Linked DNA regions of Mus musculus: regions 1, 2, 3, 4 and 5 are each linked to region 6. A link is a contact called in public Micro-C and promoter capture Hi-C data. All regions are on one chromosome and are shown on one strand. The core of a region is the stretch at or near the end of the contact, and the rest is flanking DNA. Distances in the headings are between cores, read along the strand shown.

Region 1 (2,957 bases), core at 178-2,677, 600 kb after region 6:
CTCTAGAATTACACATAATAAATAAATATAAATTTTTGGTTTACAGGTTTATTATCCACAATAATAAGTTTTTCTTGATATTCCTTCTTTATAAGGATCCCTGGAACATCTGAAATTCAATGTAGTCTATATTGACCACACTGTGGGGGTAGATGTCAGAAGTTTATGAGTTCACATTCATCCTTGGATACACAGAGAGTCTCAATCACCTTGGGATTCATGCGACTCTCTCTGTCACAAAGAAACAAAGCCTCAAACCAAACCAAAGGTGAAGAAACTAACAACAAAAGGAATTTAAATACCCAAAGACACAAATCAAGTTGTTGAACATAACATTGAGCCTACAGCCTGTGTGTGAAAGCTGACTGGGTTCTTAGTTACACCACTCTCTCTTTCCTCTCAATGACTTGACATTGATGTTACATATACTGTTGGCTTTAGTTTCCTAGCAATCACTGAGACTTCACAAAATATATTCAGTCTTCCACTGAATGTGGTGTTCTATTCATTTTTTTTTTTTCAGTGAAGGTACTAACTCCATGCTAGAATTGGCTGCTGTTCTAGCCTGGACTGTCAGGCTATCATCTTCTCCCTTGCTGTCTCTTAGGAAGCTTCAGTCTGCCTGCTAGTGTTGGTCTAGTTCAAAGCCTCCTGTCAGGGGCTTCCACAACAGCAAACTTCCATGTGTCTTGAAGGAAAATAACAAACACTATTTTTTCTTCTTCTGTGAGGGTTCCACATTTCCTGGGTTCTGTTTGAAGTCTCTGTTGTTGATTCCTCTGTTGATCTTGAGAGCTTCAGGCAACTCTACTACTCAGCCCTGCAGCTTTTTGGACCTGCATTCCAGAATGGTTGTGGGATGCAAACTCTGCATCTTTCTCTACATCTTATCTACATGGCACACTGTCTATTTGAACTGCCCTATAGTAAAGATTCATATACCAGAGAACTGACAAAAATACTTGTGAGCCCAACAGCCTAGGGAATTTCTATTACTGAAATTTGCCATATACTATATTTAAATAACTTGATCAATGTTGTATCCCAGGAATCTTCACCTCCTGGAATTTTTGTCTTTGAGTCTTTTCTTCTCATGGCACATAGGGCTAGTCTTCTCTTTCATTGTTAGCATGGAAATATGAATATGAAGCTTCTAAGATGAGGCCATAAGAAGCAGAGCATGATCTCTTTTCTTTCCTCTACCTCACTCTGAAGCAAATTGGTTATGTTTAACACAGACACTCAAGAAACCCTCTGAGAGCTAAGAACTGAGACCTCTGGCCAGGACTGTACACTCAAATGCCAGTTGAATGAAGGTGTCCTCTTGAAAACACTCTAACTCCAGGCAGACCTCTGATGACTGCTACTTCCCTACTGTGCTGTTCCAAGGCCATGCTTCACACACGTGTTGACACCTACATTTGGAAACAATCATTCAGCAACAGATGACTAAGGCACAGTGAGTTCTCAGTGATTAACAAGAGGGCTGTTTGAGCATCCATGGAACTAATTTTCTGTAATCATGGAAGGCTTCTCTATAACTCTTCCCTCTAGGAGTAGGGTCAAATGCCATTTTCTTACTCCTCAACCTCTGACTGAAGCTGCAGCCATTAGATTGATTAGCAAAGGAACTTGATATTTCCTGCCTCACAACCTTTAGGAAATTCTCTCTCAACCACTGTGACTACTGCCTTACTTTAATATGTCATTGTAGAAAGAGAGGTTAAGGGCTTTCTGCTCCATTGTAAAAACTGCTCATAGATTTGGAGTCATATGCACCTGTTTTGAATCCAGGATTGCCCACCTATTAAGAACAAAGCCTAAACTATATATCAAAGAGATGGAAGGTTGCCTTGTGCAAGCTATGTCCCATTTCAAAAAGTTTCCCGATTTCCCAATGGGAATACTATTTGTCTTTGCAGAACTGTGTAAAGATTTGGGTGATAACATTTTTAAAAATATATCTTAGTAAATACAGTGCTATCTAAGCAATGAGAATTTAATAAATGATAGCTCTCATGAATAGTAAAAGGAGACCTGGGCCAACAGATACCAATTGAAAAGCTAGCTCATTTTGGAACAAAGATCCATGATTGAGTAGCTTTAATGAAAAGGTCATGGATACTTAATCTTAAGTGGGAGGGTAGCATGAGTATCTTCTTTCCGGAAGCTTACCTTGTAGCTAGTAGCTGAGCAGTAGAATGAAGATGGGCAAAAGGAAAGCATCCTATGTGTGGGGAAAAAGGGATCCTGGAAGAAGATCAGATTGGCTAAAGCATGAGAAATGGAGAGAAGCGAGTATTGTCAAAATTCCCTAGTGAGTAAAGGCACTTACTATGAAGTCTGATGACCTGAGTCTGGTCTATGAAACCTACATAGCGGTAGACAGAAATGACACATAGCAAGCTTTCCCCTGGCTTCCACATACAATCTGTGGCACAAGCATCCCATCCCCAAATAAATAAATAAATAAACAAAACTCTTAAAAAGAACTAAGGCTAAAACAATAGGTGGTGCTAGGAGACATGACAGTAAATGCCCTTTGTAGTGACCTTGGTCTTATTTTTCCAAGATCAGCACTAAAACATTTTGAGCAAAGTAATCACTTTTTTTTTTTTTTTTTAGAAGACTGCTAATAGCACCATCTGCTCTACCCACTGGATGCTTCTAGCACCTCCCAATCCCTTTGCAGCATCCTCAAAATCTCCAGATATGGCTATAACCTATAACACGCTCTCACCAAAGTGGGAAAATCTACCCCACCTCCCACACACACACCGGTAAAGAATCAGTCTGCCATAGTCCAACAACCACTCCTTTGCTGAGACTCTCATTGCAGTTCAGAAGCATTGTGTGCCTAGGCCAAAGACACACAGTGTTATGCTAAGAATCCAGGTCTATACACTTCCAGTGTGCTATCCTCATTTAAACATTTGAAACTAGAACATGTGGTCTCT
Region 2 (2,700 bases), core at 192-2,691, 710 kb before region 6:
TATTCGGGGCTGGTGAGATGGCTCAGTGGGTAAGAGCACCCGACTGCTCTTCTGAAGGTCCAGAGTTCAAATCCCAGCAACCACATGGTGGCTCACAACCATCCGTAACGAAATCTGACTCCCTCTTCTGGAGTGTCTGAAGACAGCGACAGTGTGCTTACATAAATAAATAAATAAATAAATAAATAAATAAAATCTTTTAAAAAAAAAAGGGTTTAGATATGCTAAAAAAAAAAAAAAAAAAAAAAAGAAATGGTTTATTCTTGAGCCATACCTGAGTGACCACGTCCCAGGAATATAGATTTAGGTTATCCTAAACTGCATGTTTCAGTGTGGAAGGAGCTTCACAACGTTTTAAATTGTTACAGAACAAAGTCATAAATCAAGCCAAGTTTAAAATACATTGTCGGGCACATCGCAGAGGCAGTACAGCAAGACTGGGGCTGGGGAGACCTTTGCTGTAGGACTCAGGTGTTATCTGATGATAGCTTTCGGGTTGGGCAGCTAGGGATCTGCTCAAGGTATGGCTGGCCGATCCGTGGGGTTTAGAGCTAGCTGAGCCTCCGGACAGGCAATATTCCTATCTCTCCAACTCACTGCAGTTCTAATCAGTAAGTCAGCCTTTGCAGACACAATTGCTTTCCAGGAATTCTTATGAATATTCATCTCTCACAACACCAGCATCCAGAGAATGTAATTTTGATGAGTAAACCTAGAAAGATCATTCATGAACAGCGCCACGGCATCAACTGCCTCCCTCTGAACAAGTTACAGGTTGGCTTGGCTGGAGAGAAAAAGAAATCAAGAGTGGGCTAATAAGGCCTTACACCAGCCCATTCTACTCCTGCCACCTGCAGTATTTCATGTGAGTTGGTTTTAGGTTGGTGTTTTAATAACAATATTCCCTTGGCGTTTCACAAAGCTCACAGCAGGAACTCTAAGAAGTGGAGGCAGAGGACTTAAATATTTCATCAGGGCTTACCAACACTTTGCCCAGCCACCCTTTTTTTGCAGTTATTTTGGTACCCTTGGAAATGCAGTTGAAATGCCATTAGGAAATCCCTGCCCTGAAGGCCAGCACTTTTGGCCAGACTGATTCCAGCCTGTGGGCAGCAACCTTAATGGGACCCATATCCCAGTAAAAGAACGGACCTCCCAGGGGCTAGCCGGCTTCTTTGTCCACTTAACCTACCTTACTTAAGGGGATGAAAGTCTCATTTTCCCCAACCGTGCGAAAGAAGGTAAGGTCTGCACCTCCCTTTCTGGAGTTTTCTCCTCGTCCCTTTGCCCTCACACAAGACAAACCGCGGCTCAGGGCTTCACGGCAGCCTCAGGGAGCTCGGGTGTCTGGGTTCAGCCTCGGGTCGTAACCAGGCAGCTGGGAATCTTGAGCGACGCGGACTGGCGAGCGCCCCCTAGGGTCCGGCCGGCGGGTGTGGGCAGGAGAGTGGCTAGTGCGGGCGGGAGGGCCGTGGCCGAGGAGCTTCCGGGAGCCGGGGCGCGGGCACTTCCCGGACGAGTCTGCAACCCGCAGCGTGGAGCCGCGTAGGTGAGCGGGCGGCGGGGACGCGGGGCGGTGGGCGGACGGGCCCTGCCGAGTCAGCCCTTTCCCCGGGACAACGCTCCCCTGATCCGCCCCTTCCAATCTGGGGTCCAGCACTCCCCCGAAAGCCGCCACCTTTCTGTGGCACCGATGCCAGCATGGAGCTGTTAGTCCGGCTGGGCTTCAAGCAGTCCGGCCACATCAAGTGGCTCTCCCTAGCTCCCTGAAGTCTCTGCCCTGTCATAACCTGGCCCCTCTGGGCTTGACTTTGTGGCAAAGTTCTGCATTAGTGTCACTTTATTTAAAGTTAAGAACCCACTGGGCGTTGCTATCACGGTCATTTAACGGGCATCCACCAGGGATTACTACAGTGCCAAGTACCAGAGGGACTAGGGGAGTAGGAACAGTTCGGTCCTTAGGTCAGACACTGGCTGGCAGGTAAACCAGAAACCCGAGAAGCGCAACTAGAGAAGGAAGTAGGGAGTTCTCCATCGGACAGACCTACCCAGGAATGACTCAGAGGAAGCCTTGCTTTGTTTTCAGACTTTAAGAAACAATATCAACCAGCATACCGAAACACAGATCCCGAGTCCTACCAAGCCACTTTTCACAGGCTTTCTTGTGTAACCTGCATCCAGAACAGTAAGTCTATGTACGTACATATGCTGCTTGATGTATAACATCATGTCGAAAAGGTGGACTGTGGACTGGTCATCCGATTTACTGAACATGGTTGTTTTCAGCTTTGGCCTGTTTTGAGTTTGTGTGACTTTTGTACCTTTGCTCAGTTTGATAGTGTGCAGTAGCTTTCTAAAACAGTTGTGTTTGGGGCCAGAGCAGAGGCTCGGTGGTTAAGAGCACTGGCTGCTGTTTCAGAGGACCCTAGTTGAATCTCCTCACCCACATAGTGGCTCACAAACATCTCTGTCACAAACTCTGGTTCCGGATGACCCAATGCCCTCTCTGGCCTCTACAGGCACATGGCATGAAAGTGATATATAGACACACACACACACACACAGGCAAAACATCCATGCACAGAAACGAACATTTTCTAAGCTAAAAATAAAAACTGTGCTTGCTGGCTATCACAGCAGACACCTGTGATCCCAGCACGCTGGTGGAGGTGAGAAGAGGTAAGTTCAGGGCCAGCCTGG
Region 3 (2,970 bases), core at 133-2,632, 630 kb before region 6:
TTGTTCTTTCTCCCCGAGCAGTTTTTCTTTTGCCTTCTTCTTTTTCCCTTGCCAAACACAGAGACATAGTCATTGTATTGTCTATTCCCAGCTTAGCTCCAGACCAGGACATGAAATGTAATAAATATTTGTTGAGTGACTAGGTGACTGTCAGGCCAAAGGTACCATTCAAATAAAACTAGGTTTTGGTGAGCTGCCAAAGAGCTTCCACCTATGCAAGGTATAATTCAGATGGAAACAGCCGGAATGGAAGAAGCTGGAGGCCACCTCTTCGTTTTGTTGTGAATTGGAGAGTCCCAACACATGAGACCTCCAGCTTCCCCTGACGATGACTTTAAACTCCGTTAAAACCCTGGGCACTTACTGTCAGTTATTCACATCTTACTTACACTTAGTCACATCCTGTGCCGCCTGTTTCTTGATGGGAGTCCAGCACAACACCCGCCACCCCTTCTCTGCAACTAGATAGCAAGCTTCCGGGGGAAGGGGGACTGGATCTAATACTTTCCTTGTAGCCCCAGGGTGCTCAAGCTAGGAACTGGGTAACACTGTGCTGACTCCTGAAATGGACAGTCCTGCAGGGTGGTTTCTGCACTGTTTGCAGTCCAGGCAATTCTAGAGCCCACGGCATCAGGGTTAAAGGCTTGAAGGGGTTTCCTCTGGAGACAGGATGCCTGGCGCCTTCAGCAAGAACGGAAACTGAGAAGTTATCCAAGGCTAAGAGAGGGTATGCAAAGGAGGAAGAGCTAAGGGAGCAGTTTGGGGCGCATAGGCCGGCCTGGGGCAGAGAAAAGGCTCGTCAATTTAGGTCACCTGACTGCCATGAGGGCATGGGAGGATATTGGAAGGATGGACTTCTATTCCTGTTCTTGAGTTTCTGTAGAGAGAAAAGGATACTTTTTTTTTTTTTAACCGCGCGGGGACAGCAAAGAAGCCTTTCTTGGTTATTGTTTCCAGGAGAGCGTGGGATCAGTGCTAGAGGCAACGTTGGGCATACTCATCTTGGAGCCATTCACAGGCAGCGCTTGCCCTGGGTTTGCCCTCACCCGATCCAGCCTCCCGCACCCCGGCCGTCTCTCTCCAGGCCAGGGAGGCCTCCAGGCCAACCCCAGTCTCCCCGCGGCCTCACACCCTCGCCCTCCTTCCTCTGCGCCCTCCCTCCCTCCTTACTCCCTCCTTTCTCTGCGTCCTCCCTCCTTCGGCGCGCCCTCCCTCCTCGATGCCCTCCCTCCCTTCTTAGCTCCCTCCTTTCTCCGCGCCCTCCCTCTCTCGGTGCGCCCTCCCTCCAGCGCGGCGTTCGCGGCTGTCGGCTTCCCGACCGTGTGCGCAAGCGTGTCCGGCCCCTTCCCCGCCCCCCGCCCCCCGCCCAAGCCCTGGCCCCCGCCTCCCCTTCAGGCGGACTTGCCCGCTCCCAGGCCGGCCCCGCTCCCGGGACAGGGACCGGGCCGAGCGGAGCCACTGCGCCAGTGCTGCCCCGCCAGTCGGGGCGCCTAACGGATCGGAGCTGCGCGCGGATTTACCTCGCCCCGCCCCGCTCCACCCGCGAGGGTGAGTACGCGGCAGCCGGGCTCTGGGGCCCCGCGGCGGAGGGCGGGGAGTGACGGGGCTGCGAGGCTGCAGCCTCCCGCCACGGCTCGGAGAGGTGGTCGGGGGGCCCCGCACGTGGACGCCACGCTGCACGGGGTTGGTGTAGGGTGGCCACAGCCCTGGGGAGCTGGGTCCCTTGCTTGGACTAGATTTTCGCGGGAAGCCTGACTTGTCTCGCTCTCTAGGAGTGAGTGAGCAGGACAATCCTCCGGAAAGTTTCTAACCCCCAACCCTGTCGCTCTTGCGTCCTAGCTGAATGGGTGACTATCACCTCTAGCATCCTCCGAAGTCAGGACGTGTGGGCTGGCTTTGCTAGAGGTGACAAGTTTTGCAGGGTCTGCCTGTGTGCTGGAGTTGCAAGGTCGCTGAGGCAAAGCCCAAAGGTGGGCTTGCCAAATTGCAGGGTGGCTGTGTCCAGGGATTAGGGGGGGTCTTTGGGCCAACTGTGCTTCAAAGTTGCCTGGGTAATGGGCAGTGAGAAGGCCTAGGATAAGACTGAGAAGTTAACCTAGAGCTGGGGCAGAACCCTTGTCTATGTCTGTTCTAGGTGCCTCTCTGAGACCCTTGCTGGCTGAGACCTATGGGCAGCCCCGAGATGCCAACGTGTCTTGTACCACTGCCATTCCTCCCAGACCGAGGGGTAGACTTTCTGGTTTATGAGTCTGATCTACTCTGTTCTCTGTCCTCTAGGCTAGATCCTCCCCCCCCCCTCCCCCCGGTCAGGCTTAAAAGGCTAGTCTGGGTTTGAATAGTACCACAGTGATAGTTGTCTCTCACAAGGGGCACACACCAATACCACAGGGCAGGGTCAGTGCTACAGATCCCACTTGGCCCCTCCAGGCCTCTCTACCCAGGGGGTTGTAAACGAATTGATATGTGTAAGTATCAGGGGTACAGAGGGAATGTTGTGAGTTTGCTAGTGAAACACCATCCATAACCTTACTTTCCCAGGCACCCCTAGAGTGCTACCTAGGAGGTGCCAGTCACTTAGGGCCTCAGAAATAACTGGACATGTTTTGTTCTGTTGGGAGTTGGTCTGCAAACATCCTTTGAGAAAACTGACACCGCTCGGCTTCCTCAAACTTATTCTGCCTCTGCCCTACTCTGAGCATCCCCTATGGCCTGTCCTGTTGCATAGGGGAAGGCATCTTTGGCTGCTTACTGAACCCTGGGCCTCACCTCCCACTCATTTCACCCTCCTCAACACATCCGATCCCCCAGCCCCACTACAGCAAGCCAGGAGTTGGGCCAGTCCCCAAAGATTTCAAGGTGATGATGGAGATAAAGAGAGGTATGCAGGCAGAAGTCATAAAAGTAAATTAGGGACTGGGGGTGTGGTTCAGTGACAGACGGAGCTGCCTACAATCCCAGTACTGGGGGGGG
Region 4 (2,751 bases), core at 175-2,674, 650 kb before region 6:
CCGTGTGCCTAGAGAGAGAGCACTTGTCAACTCAGCGGGAGGTGGCCCAAATGTGGGTGCAGCAGGAAAGGGGGTGAATGAACTAACTGGGCTGTGGCCTCACACTAGCATGCAGGGCTCCAAAAACCCCTGTGGGGTTCCAGCAGCTTCTGGGGAAGGAAGGCCAAAGCCTGGGGGGTTTCTCCATGCTGAGGTGGGTGGAGGACAGGTGAGGGCTGGCTCGGTGAGATTCCTGTCTCCCTGCACCCTGGGTGGCTGGGCCAGATCCTTGACAAGCCTGGGCAGACTAGGGCTCACTCTCTGGAACCCCAGGAGCCCCAGGCTACCTGCCCTGGGCCGTGCGTCCTCTGCCAGCTGAATCAGGCTGTTTTCCAGTGTCAACCTCCTCTTTGTTCCAGGATCTCTCCCCAACTCTGAGAGAGTTCCCTTGCCAAGGCCCATATCTCTCTCTCTCTCTCTCTCTCTCTCTCTCTCTCTCTCTCTCTCTCTCTCTCTCTCTCTCTCTCTCTCTCTCTCTCGGTGTGTGAGAAAGTTCCTGAATGTCTCCCACCCGCTGGCTGGTGTAGTTCTCATACCAACACTGCCAGCATAGTGCCGTTATCACCGTCAGTTATATAGGTGAGAGAAATTGAGCAACAGAGAGGGTTGGCCGCTTGCCCTTGATCACACAGCCAGTGGATGCAGACTCCGGGGTTGTACCCAGGCTACTCGGCCCAAACTTCTATTCTCATCCTCTACCTTGCACTACAGATGTTATGTCATTTTCCTCAAGGCCCCGGAAAGGTCCAGGGTGCCCTTCAGTCTCTTTTACAAAGTCTCTTGGCTCTTGAGATTCATGTGCCTGGTGTCTGACCATGGGTTATTAGAGAGTCGTGAAGAGTGAAAAGCAAGAGTTTCTTTCCAGAAGGTTGTGAAGATCTTGTGCCTTATTTCCAGGGTCAGGTCCAGAGAATGAGACTTAACTCCCCTGGTGATCCAGACGGCATGCTTTACTCAATGCTAACAGCAGCTGAGAGGCAGCTTTTGTGTTCACCGTTTTTAACAGTCGAACAATCTGAGCCTCTAAGAGGCCATATGATCAGGGTCACCCAGCAGAAAAGGTAAACTATTTGGCTACTCTGATCCCATACTCGGGGCTCTCCACCATGCCACCCTGTCTCAGAGGCGATGGAATGGGTGTGTGCTTGGTGTGTCACCTGCATATGGCAACCGAGCTTTAGAAGAACTGGGTTGCCATCTTGAAAGACCACTTCAAGCTAAAGTGGCCTTTGTTCCAGTCTTGCCTCTGCTGTGTCCTCAGCAGCACACTGGATGAGCTCTGAATTCCCACCGCTCTCCCTCTCATTCACGCAAGTACAGGAGAACCATCTGCATCCTCAGAGCCAGTGTGAAAGTGCAGGCTGCTGGTTCGCAGCTGGGTGCTGATGTAAGTCTCAGGGAATGTTATTCCCTGGATGATCGGACCTGAGTCCCACAGAGAAAGCGTGTGGGGCTCTTTAGAAACATCCAGCTGATTTTGCAACACCAGGTCACCATCCTTCCCTCCCCCAGTAACCTTTGTTCAGGCACCAGCTGTGCCACATGTTATCGACAGTAGTGACCTAACCATAGCCAGGTGGTGCTAGACCAGAGCATTCGAATGTAGTCTGCTCAGGAAAATTATAGGATTTCTCCCCGACCCCTCCAGACACGGTTTCTCTGTGTAACAGTCTGGGCTTGCCCTGGAACTCACTCTGTACACTAGACTGGCCTCAAACTCACAAGAGATCTTGCCTGCTTAGACTAAGAGTGTGAGCCCGCACACTGGGCTCAGGATTTCTTGATTATTAAAACTGATATTCTAGCACTTGGGAGACAAAGGCAGGATCTCCACAAGTTCAAATCCAGCCTGATCTATTTAGTGATTTCTAGGCCAGCCCTAGGCTACAAAGTGAAAGTGTATCAATTAGACAGACACACAAATAAACAAACATTCTGCCCTAGTTAGGGTTGCTATTGCTTTGTTGAAACACCCATCACCAAAAACAAGTTGGAGAGGAAAAGGATAATTTGTCTTAAACTTCCACAGCAGTGTTGATCATGGGAGGAAGTCAGGATAGAAACTCAAATAGGGCAGGAACTTGAAGTCAGGAGCTGATGCAAAGGCCACGACGGGGTTCTTCTTGCTGGCTTGTGCCCTGTGGTTTGCTCAGCCTGCTTTCTTTGAGAACCCAGGACCACCAGCCAAGGGGTGGCATCACTTTGACCCTCCCCCATCAATCACTAATTACGAAAATGCTGGATCTTATGGAGGTGTTCTCTCAATTGAGGCTAGAAAACTATCTAGCACAATTGACTCATTGTCAACTTGACACACGCACCACTGTTAAGCTATAGCCTCTCCTTTCTTGATTGTCCTCAAGGTCACAGATTAATAACACTGCAATATAAAATATTTTACAAGCTTAAAAATCCCACAGTCTTTACAATTCAAACACTTTTAACATTCCGAAGGATGGTTTGGAAATCTCTACAGACATTTGATTGTTCCAGAGGAAGGGGACACTAGCATCCAAGCTGAGGCTAGGCTACTGCAGAATTAGACACGATACAGTACACTGCGCCATAGAGCCATCCAAGCCAGAGTCATTGATGGTGCTACCCGAGAAACCTGGATTCAACATCTAACGAGTTGTGTGCTTATTTGTGTTACCACAGTGTGTGCAGAGGTCAGAGACCAGCTTGCAAGAGTTGGTTTTCTCCATCTACCAT
Region 5 (2,700 bases), core at 109-2,608, 790 kb before region 6:
AGGACGATCAGCTGCCTGGCTAGACTCCCTCTTTACCCCATACATGGAAATGAGCTCAAAAGGTCTGGGAGACTTACAAGTGCTGATGGTAGACAGTCTCAAAGCTTTAAGGACAAGTATCTATGGTTTGTGTTAGTTAGTAGTTGCTGAGAAAAAGAAGAGTTGACAAAATAAACTCATCCACACAGGAACACCTTCATATTACAAGGTGTGGTGGTTTGAAGATGCTTGGCCCAGGGAGTGGCAGCCACTATTAGGCATGGCCTTGTTGGAGGAAGTGTAGGGGTGGGCTTTGAGACCCTCATCCTTGCTGCTTGGAAGACAATCTGATGCTTTCTAGGAGTGGTGGATCTGAAGGAGAAGGGAGGTGGGATGGAGGGACTGGGAGGAGAAGAGGAAGGGGAAACTATGGCTGAGATGTTATATATGAGAGAAGAGTAAGAAAAAAGGATATGAGAGTGGAAAGACAGAACTGTTGGGAGTGAGAAGTAAATAAAAGAAGGGGATGCTGGGAGAACATGATCAAAATATCTTACATTCATGTATGAAATGAATAAATTTAAAATATTGTAAAATAAAAGAAAGGATGAAGCTTCCTGTCCCGGCCGCCATCGGAGAGCAGCAGCCATGGCTCTGTGCTACCCCATGGCCGTGGGCCTCAACAAGGGCCACAAGGTGACAAAAAATGTCAGTAAGCCGAGACACAGCCGGCGACGTGGGCGCCCCACCATACACACCAAGTTCGTGCAGGACATGATCCGGGAGGTGTGCGGCTTCGCGCCCTACAAGCGGCGAGCCATGGAGTTGCTCAAAGTGTCCAAGGACAAGCGCGCACTCAAGTTCATCAAGAAGAGAGTGGGCACGCACATCCGCGCCAAGAGAAAGCGGGAGGAGCTGAGCAACGTGCTGGCAGCCATGAGGAAGTTGGCGGCCAAGAAGAATTGATGAGCCCTCCCCCAATAAAAGATGGTTCCTACAAAAAAAAAAAAAAAAAAAAGATGAAAAGGGGGAAAGCAGGGCTGAAGAGATGGCTCGGTGATTAAGAGTACTGATTGTTGTTCCAGAGGTCCTGAGTTCAATTCCCAGAAACCATAGGGTGGCTCACTACCATCTATAATCATTGCTGGTGAGAATATATATTAGTGCATTCAGAGTGGAAATCAAATCAACATGGATGTTCCTCAAAAAAAAAAAAAAAAATAGGGTGCTGGAAAGATACCCAAGGGTTAAGAGCATTAGCTGTCCTTCTACATGACCTAGGTTCAATTCCAGTCTGCATGTGAGAGACCAAATCGTTTGGGTTCAGACTCCATCTTAGAAAACCTAACCTAAGGTTGAACGTGAGTTATTAACCAACTGGCACCTAGCACCAGTTTCCAGGTTACCAGATTCCAACCCCACCCCCACCCCCTTCCACAAGACCTGTGCCTAGTACCAGTTTCCAAGTTATTCCCCAACAAATCTGTTTCTCCAGATTAAAAGCCTGCCCCTAACAAACACCTCACTTCTTAGCAACCACCAAACAGGAAGAAAACAGAAGTTAAGTTTATGATTTGGTTCCCAGTACCAGCCAATTATGTTAAAGGTTATAATGGCTCCCCAGTCAGATAGTCCCTTCTTGCTTCTATCATGCTTGCCTAAAACTAGGCTCAGGGCTCCACCTTCCTACTGTGCAAGGGATGCCTGGGAGCCCAAGCTCCAGCTTGAATAAGGAGACGCTAATGCAACTGCATTGGATTCAGCTCCTTGGTGATCTTTCGGGGGTTCACAAATGTTTCCTGGCATACATAACACATGATGTGAGAGAGCTATAGCGGAGCTTCAAGAGCATCATGCCCATGGCAGAGACACATGGGGATCTAGAGCTCAGAGAAACCAAGGAAAAAGACCAACTGTCATCAGCACACAGGAGGAGGGTGCCAAGCTCACCTGGATCTGCAGGTGAAAGTGGAGCTCAGCAGGGTGTCTGCCCAGAACCCTTCTAAAAGCCTGGATGTCAATCAAATGAGAAGGCATAGAAGGAGCTCTTGAAGCCCTGAGCAGGAGACCCAGTTATCAGATGTAAAGACACATGTAGTTTGAAGGCTGAAAATGGATTTGTGGGCTTAGGTAGAACATTCCCAGGCTGAAAAAAATCCCACATACCCAAGAGGCAAGTTACTGCTCTCAGAGTGGGCTTCGGGTGAGCCACCTGCCCCTCCAGACTCTGCAGTACTTCTCAGAGGCACAGATACATATCTCATAGAAGGCTAACAACAAAGCTGTACTTGGGCAGCTTTTTGGCATTTCCCATCACAAGTTCTCATTTTTAAATTATGTGCATGTATGACTTTAAGGGGGAAGAAAAGAGGGGGACACCATCTTCACACACTAGTTACATGATGTAACTGCTGTTGATCAACATTCTAACCCGGTGAAGTTCATGTTAGGCATGGCACAGGTTCCTCCAGTTTCTCAAACCATGCTAACAGATCCTCTTACTGTATCTGTGACAATTACAGATGTCACCTTATACAGCAAGACCCACTGCTTAAGCAGGCCAACCCAGCAAGGATCTGATAAATATTTAAACCCTTTCTAAGGTATAAGAGAACACAGAAAAGGGACTTCGTTGTTTTCCCTGCCTCAAACACTGCTGTGAAGAGAAGCTCCAACAGGGAAGTCCAGTTCTCTCTAGAAGATAGGCACAGCCTTGGTATG
Region 6 (2,766 bases), core at 146-2,645:
GATTTTTTTTTTTTTTCTGAAAGTCCTGTCCCTCCAAGAGCTGTGCTGGCAGGCACACATGCTGCCTCAGATGGCAGAGGTGGCACTGCCATTCCAAAAGAGTGGGACGGAATGGGTTGACTTGGCTCTTTCAGTCTTAATTCCACAGGTGACTGTTGATGCCTTTAGCTAAGTAGGCGCGTGCTTAGTCCTCCCTCCACCATGACCCACCCCATGACTCTCAGTGGCAAGGATCCCAGAGGTAGCAAAGTTCTTTCTGGAGAGTCCACCTGCTAGGATTGCAGAAAGGAAGCAATCGGCACCAGGGGCGAAATTCCATTTCATACACCTAATCCAGTGCTTGGTAGGATTCAGAATTCAGCCTTGCTCAGGGAAATGGGTGACATTCAATGTAACTCTTTACAAGCGTTCTTTTCCCCAGCCACTGTAAATACCCGCCTCAGAACCTTCCCTAATCGCATCCCTTTCTGCAACTGTGCAGACCTCGCACATTTGCTTTAAACACACCCGGGCAAGTTAGACCTTACTGAAACTGAAATCTCCACCTACGCCAGGCTCCCCTTTTCCAACCTGGCTAGAAAGGCGAGCAGGCACCCAGAAGTTCCGAATGGCCTAGCCACACGGATGTTACCTAATTAATATACCGGGTGCATAAAGAACTTACATGCATCGGAGAGTTGGAGTTGGACGTGGACAAGAAAGACGAGAAAGTGCAGCCTCCCCTGTTCTCCCAGCCCCTTCCTTCCGAAGGGAAACCCACAGTTCCATTTTGTAGCATTTGCAAATGCAAAGAAGCAATGCTACTTAACTGCCAATGGGCCGGCACCAAGACCCTCAGCTAGTACGAGTTCCCGAGCCTGTCCACCTCCCAGCTCTCAGCCCTCAGCCCTCAGCCACCCGCGCCCTCCGCTGCCGCCGCCGCCGCCGCCGCCGACTTTGCTCCAACTCCGGCGCGCCGGGTTCCTACCTTGACTGAAGAGGAAGAAGCAGAGGAAGAGCAAATCCAGCTGGAAAGGTCTCATTCCTCAGCGCGCGGGCAGCCGGCGGGCAACTTGGGTGTGCAGTTAGTTTCTCTTCAAGCGCGGCGGCTGGGCTCGCGGTGCTCAGCCTCCGCCGCCGGTCCTCCAGGGTTCGCGCCGACCATCTATCTGTCAGTCGGTCTGTCCCTCCTCTGGTCCGCTTAGGTCTCGTTGTGTCTCCGGGTATCTGCAGGCAGCCGAAACCAAATGCTTGTTTTCAGTCGCCTCGGGAAGCCGGGATCCTTAGCAATGTGCCCACTCGGAGCAGATCCATTCTCTGGTTCTTGGCATCCCAGGCACACGGCTTCCTCTGGCGGGCTCCTCCCACAGCGAGCGAACGAGCTAGCGAGCGGGCGAGCGAGCAAGCGAGTGACGAGTGACAGAAGGGCTCCTTTCACAGAAGCTGGGGCGGGGGGAAGAGGGAGGGGAAACAGGTCATAATTAAAGAGGAAACACTTGGAAAGGGGAACGCTTTGCAAAACGGGAGGGTTGCAGAAAGGCTGTGCTTTTCTTCTTTTCCCTAAACAGGGGGATACTCTGCTTTTGTTACCATTATTGACCAGAACGTATAGTGAGCACCGAGCGGAGCTGTGACTTTCTGTTCACACGATGTAATGTTGTTAAACGGGAGTGAAGTTACCGATGATTAGACTCGTGCACATGCATCAAAATGTGCCTGCCTTGCTGTTGCACTAGGGACTGGCAACTGGGCTAAAAGGTAGTCAGGGGTGCATCTTTCCCCAGCAGGGACTTAGCCAGTGTGTGTAGCCAAGGCTAGGGAGTTGAGATAAGCACAAGCAGGGCAGGCTTTGCATTTGGGGGACTTTCTTGGTGTGTGTGTGTGTGTGTGTGTGTGTGTGTGTGTGTGTGTGTTGTGTGCGTGTGTGATGTGGTGACTGGGGTGATGGTGGTGGTTTGTGTGTATGTGTGTGTGTGGGGGGGGGTAGAGGAGTGGAGGAGGGGGTTGGAATTGATAAGCCCTGGGTGTTTGGATCTTAGTTTGCTTGCACTGCTCCTAGAAAACAAAATGCAGGAGTTAAGAGCGAACGCAGGCAGGTTTGTGACACATACCTATTTATTACTATTATCCCAGTCTGTGTCTCCCCTAACAAGGACAGGCAGCAGTCTGTCTTTGCATTTGAGCCTCTCTCCTCTAATGAGCACTCCATCACTATAAGGATGCCTCTTCTCCAAAAGGTGCTGTGAGTTTGATTGCCAAGGAGAGGCCAAGGTCATAGGCAACAATTTCTTAAAAACCTGCAAGTCTTTTACCTGTCATGAAATCCACACTCAAATCAAACTCCATGTCCTCCATGATAGCAACATGAATTTTTCTAGGTCTATTTACTTGATACACATTTAGGCATGCCATGGGGGAAAGTAAAATTGACCATGCCTCCAGGAGCTTGTGATCCAAAGTGGAAGTTGAGTGCATACAAGACACAAACTCTAAGTATCTTACAAAGCAACACATAAAAATATGCAGTGTTATAGAGAGTGGGTGAAGAGGGACTAAAGGGAGAGATGGGGAAAATGAAAGATGCTTTCTCAATGTGCGTCATTCAACATTCAATTACAAAATCAATCATTACTTTCTGCAGTCTTTGGACCTTAGGGAGTCCTTTTAGGGATCTCTTACCCTTCCATCAGTATTACAGATATGGGGCTTTGCTGACTGCAAGGCACATTCCAACTCTGAGTTTCCACATGGATGTTAAAAAATGTTTCTTAGAATTTATGAACAACA

What was found. Promoter capture Hi-C pulls out the DNA fragments that hold promoters and counts their contacts. Hi-C and Micro-C count contacts between places; a contact is called where the count stands out from the background.
Region 1: a contact with region 6 is called in a promoter capture Hi-C map of second pharyngeal arch cranial neural crest, with 4 times the contacts expected there. The contact joins the enhancer-like site here to the promoter of Kirrel3 in region 6. A contact is called at or near these places in 6 of 39 promoter capture datasets (the 3T3-L1 cell line, frontonasal cranial neural crest, maxillary cranial neural crest and 2 more), 5 of 115 datasets of contacts at active chromatin or transcription factors (SST interneurons, astrocytes, craniofacial prominence and 2 more) and 2 of 9 other capture datasets (adipose tissue and embryonic stem cells).
Region 2: a contact with region 6 is called in a promoter capture Hi-C map of liver, with 6 times the contacts expected there. The contact joins the promoter of Tirap here to the promoter of Kirrel3 in region 6. A contact is called at or near these places in 4 of 39 promoter capture datasets (embryonic stem cells, hippocampal neurons and liver) and 1 of 9 other capture datasets (embryonic stem cells).
Region 3: a Micro-C map of embryonic stem cells shows a contact between it and region 6, with 5 times the contacts expected there. The contact joins the promoter of St3gal4 here to the promoter of Kirrel3 in region 6. A contact is called at or near these places in 10 of 39 promoter capture datasets (the 3T3-L1 cell line, the SN4741 cell line, cranial neural crest and 3 more), 3 of 484 Hi-C or Micro-C datasets (all in embryonic stem cells) and 13 of 115 datasets of contacts at active chromatin or transcription factors (SST interneurons, astrocytes, craniofacial prominence and 7 more).
Region 4: a contact with region 6 is called in a promoter capture Hi-C map of cranial neural crest. The contact joins the enhancer-like site here to the promoter of Kirrel3 in region 6. A contact is called at or near these places in 3 of 39 promoter capture datasets (cranial neural crest, frontonasal cranial neural crest and hippocampal neurons), 1 of 15 datasets of contacts at CTCF or cohesin (the NIH/3T3 cell line), 5 of 484 Hi-C or Micro-C datasets (CD4 T cells, ganglionic eminence, neural progenitor cells and 2 more), 4 of 115 datasets of contacts at active chromatin or transcription factors (embryonic basal ganglia, embryonic hindbrain, forebrain and 1 more) and 1 of 9 other capture datasets (embryonic stem cells).
Region 5: a promoter capture Hi-C map of liver shows a contact between it and region 6, with 8 times the contacts expected there. The contact joins the promoter of 4933422A05Rik here to the promoter of Kirrel3 in region 6. A contact is called at or near these places in 3 of 39 promoter capture datasets (liver and pre-B cells), 2 of 484 Hi-C or Micro-C datasets (the G1E-ER4 cell line and muscle stem cells), 1 of 115 datasets of contacts at active chromatin or transcription factors (astrocytes) and 1 of 9 other capture datasets (adipose tissue).

The regions. Positions count from the first base shown.
Region 1 is chr9:33,888,066-33,891,022 of GRCm38.p6, reverse strand. No RefSeq gene overlaps it. Among named protein-coding and RNA genes, the nearest start is that of Gm25439, 28 kb to the left of the region's middle. Within about 2 kb of position 1,427, at least 1 of the 459 cell types and tissues checked has an H3K27ac peak or open chromatin away from gene starts, as enhancers often do. A contact at or near this core is called in second pharyngeal arch cranial neural crest, where this site is marked.
Region 2 is chr9:35,198,706-35,201,405 of GRCm38.p6, reverse strand. Tirap (toll-interleukin 1 receptor (TIR) domain-containing adaptor protein) reads left to right here and starts at 1,441. Exons shown (of 7, transcript NM_054096.2): 1 at 1,441-1,549; 2 at 2,087-2,195.
Region 3 is chr9:35,115,276-35,118,245 of GRCm38.p6, reverse strand. It overlaps St3gal4 (ST3 beta-galactoside alpha-2,3-sialyltransferase 4), which reads left to right and starts at 1,382. Exons shown (of 11, transcript NM_009178.4): 1 at 1,382-1,548. It overlaps 4930581F22Rik (RIKEN cDNA 4930581F22 gene), which reads right to left and starts at 1,518. Exons shown (of 6, transcript NR_029475.1): 1 at 1,406-1,518; 2 at 1-877. LOC115487216 (a long non-coding RNA gene) reads left to right here. Exons shown (of 3, transcript XR_003948311.1): 3 at 958-1,046.
Region 4 is chr9:35,137,039-35,139,789 of GRCm38.p6, reverse strand. All of the region lies in intron 2 of Dcps (decapping enzyme, scavenger), which reads left to right. Among named protein-coding and RNA genes, the nearest start is that of Gm24262, 6.2 kb to the left of the region's middle. Within about 2 kb of position 1,424, at least 19 of the 459 cell types and tissues checked have an H3K27ac peak or open chromatin away from gene starts, as enhancers often do.
Region 5 is chr9:35,279,763-35,282,462 of GRCm38.p6, reverse strand. It overlaps 4933422A05Rik (RIKEN cDNA 4933422A05 gene), which reads right to left and starts at 1,358. Exons shown (of 5, transcript NR_040715.1): 1 at 1,257-1,358. It also overlaps the pseudogene Gm5614.
Region 6 is chr9:34,487,360-34,490,125 of GRCm38.p6, reverse strand. It overlaps Kirrel3 (kirre like nephrin family adhesion molecule 3), which reads right to left and starts at 1,395. Exons shown (of 17, transcript NM_001190911.1): 1 at 968-1,395. The coding sequence starts at 1,022.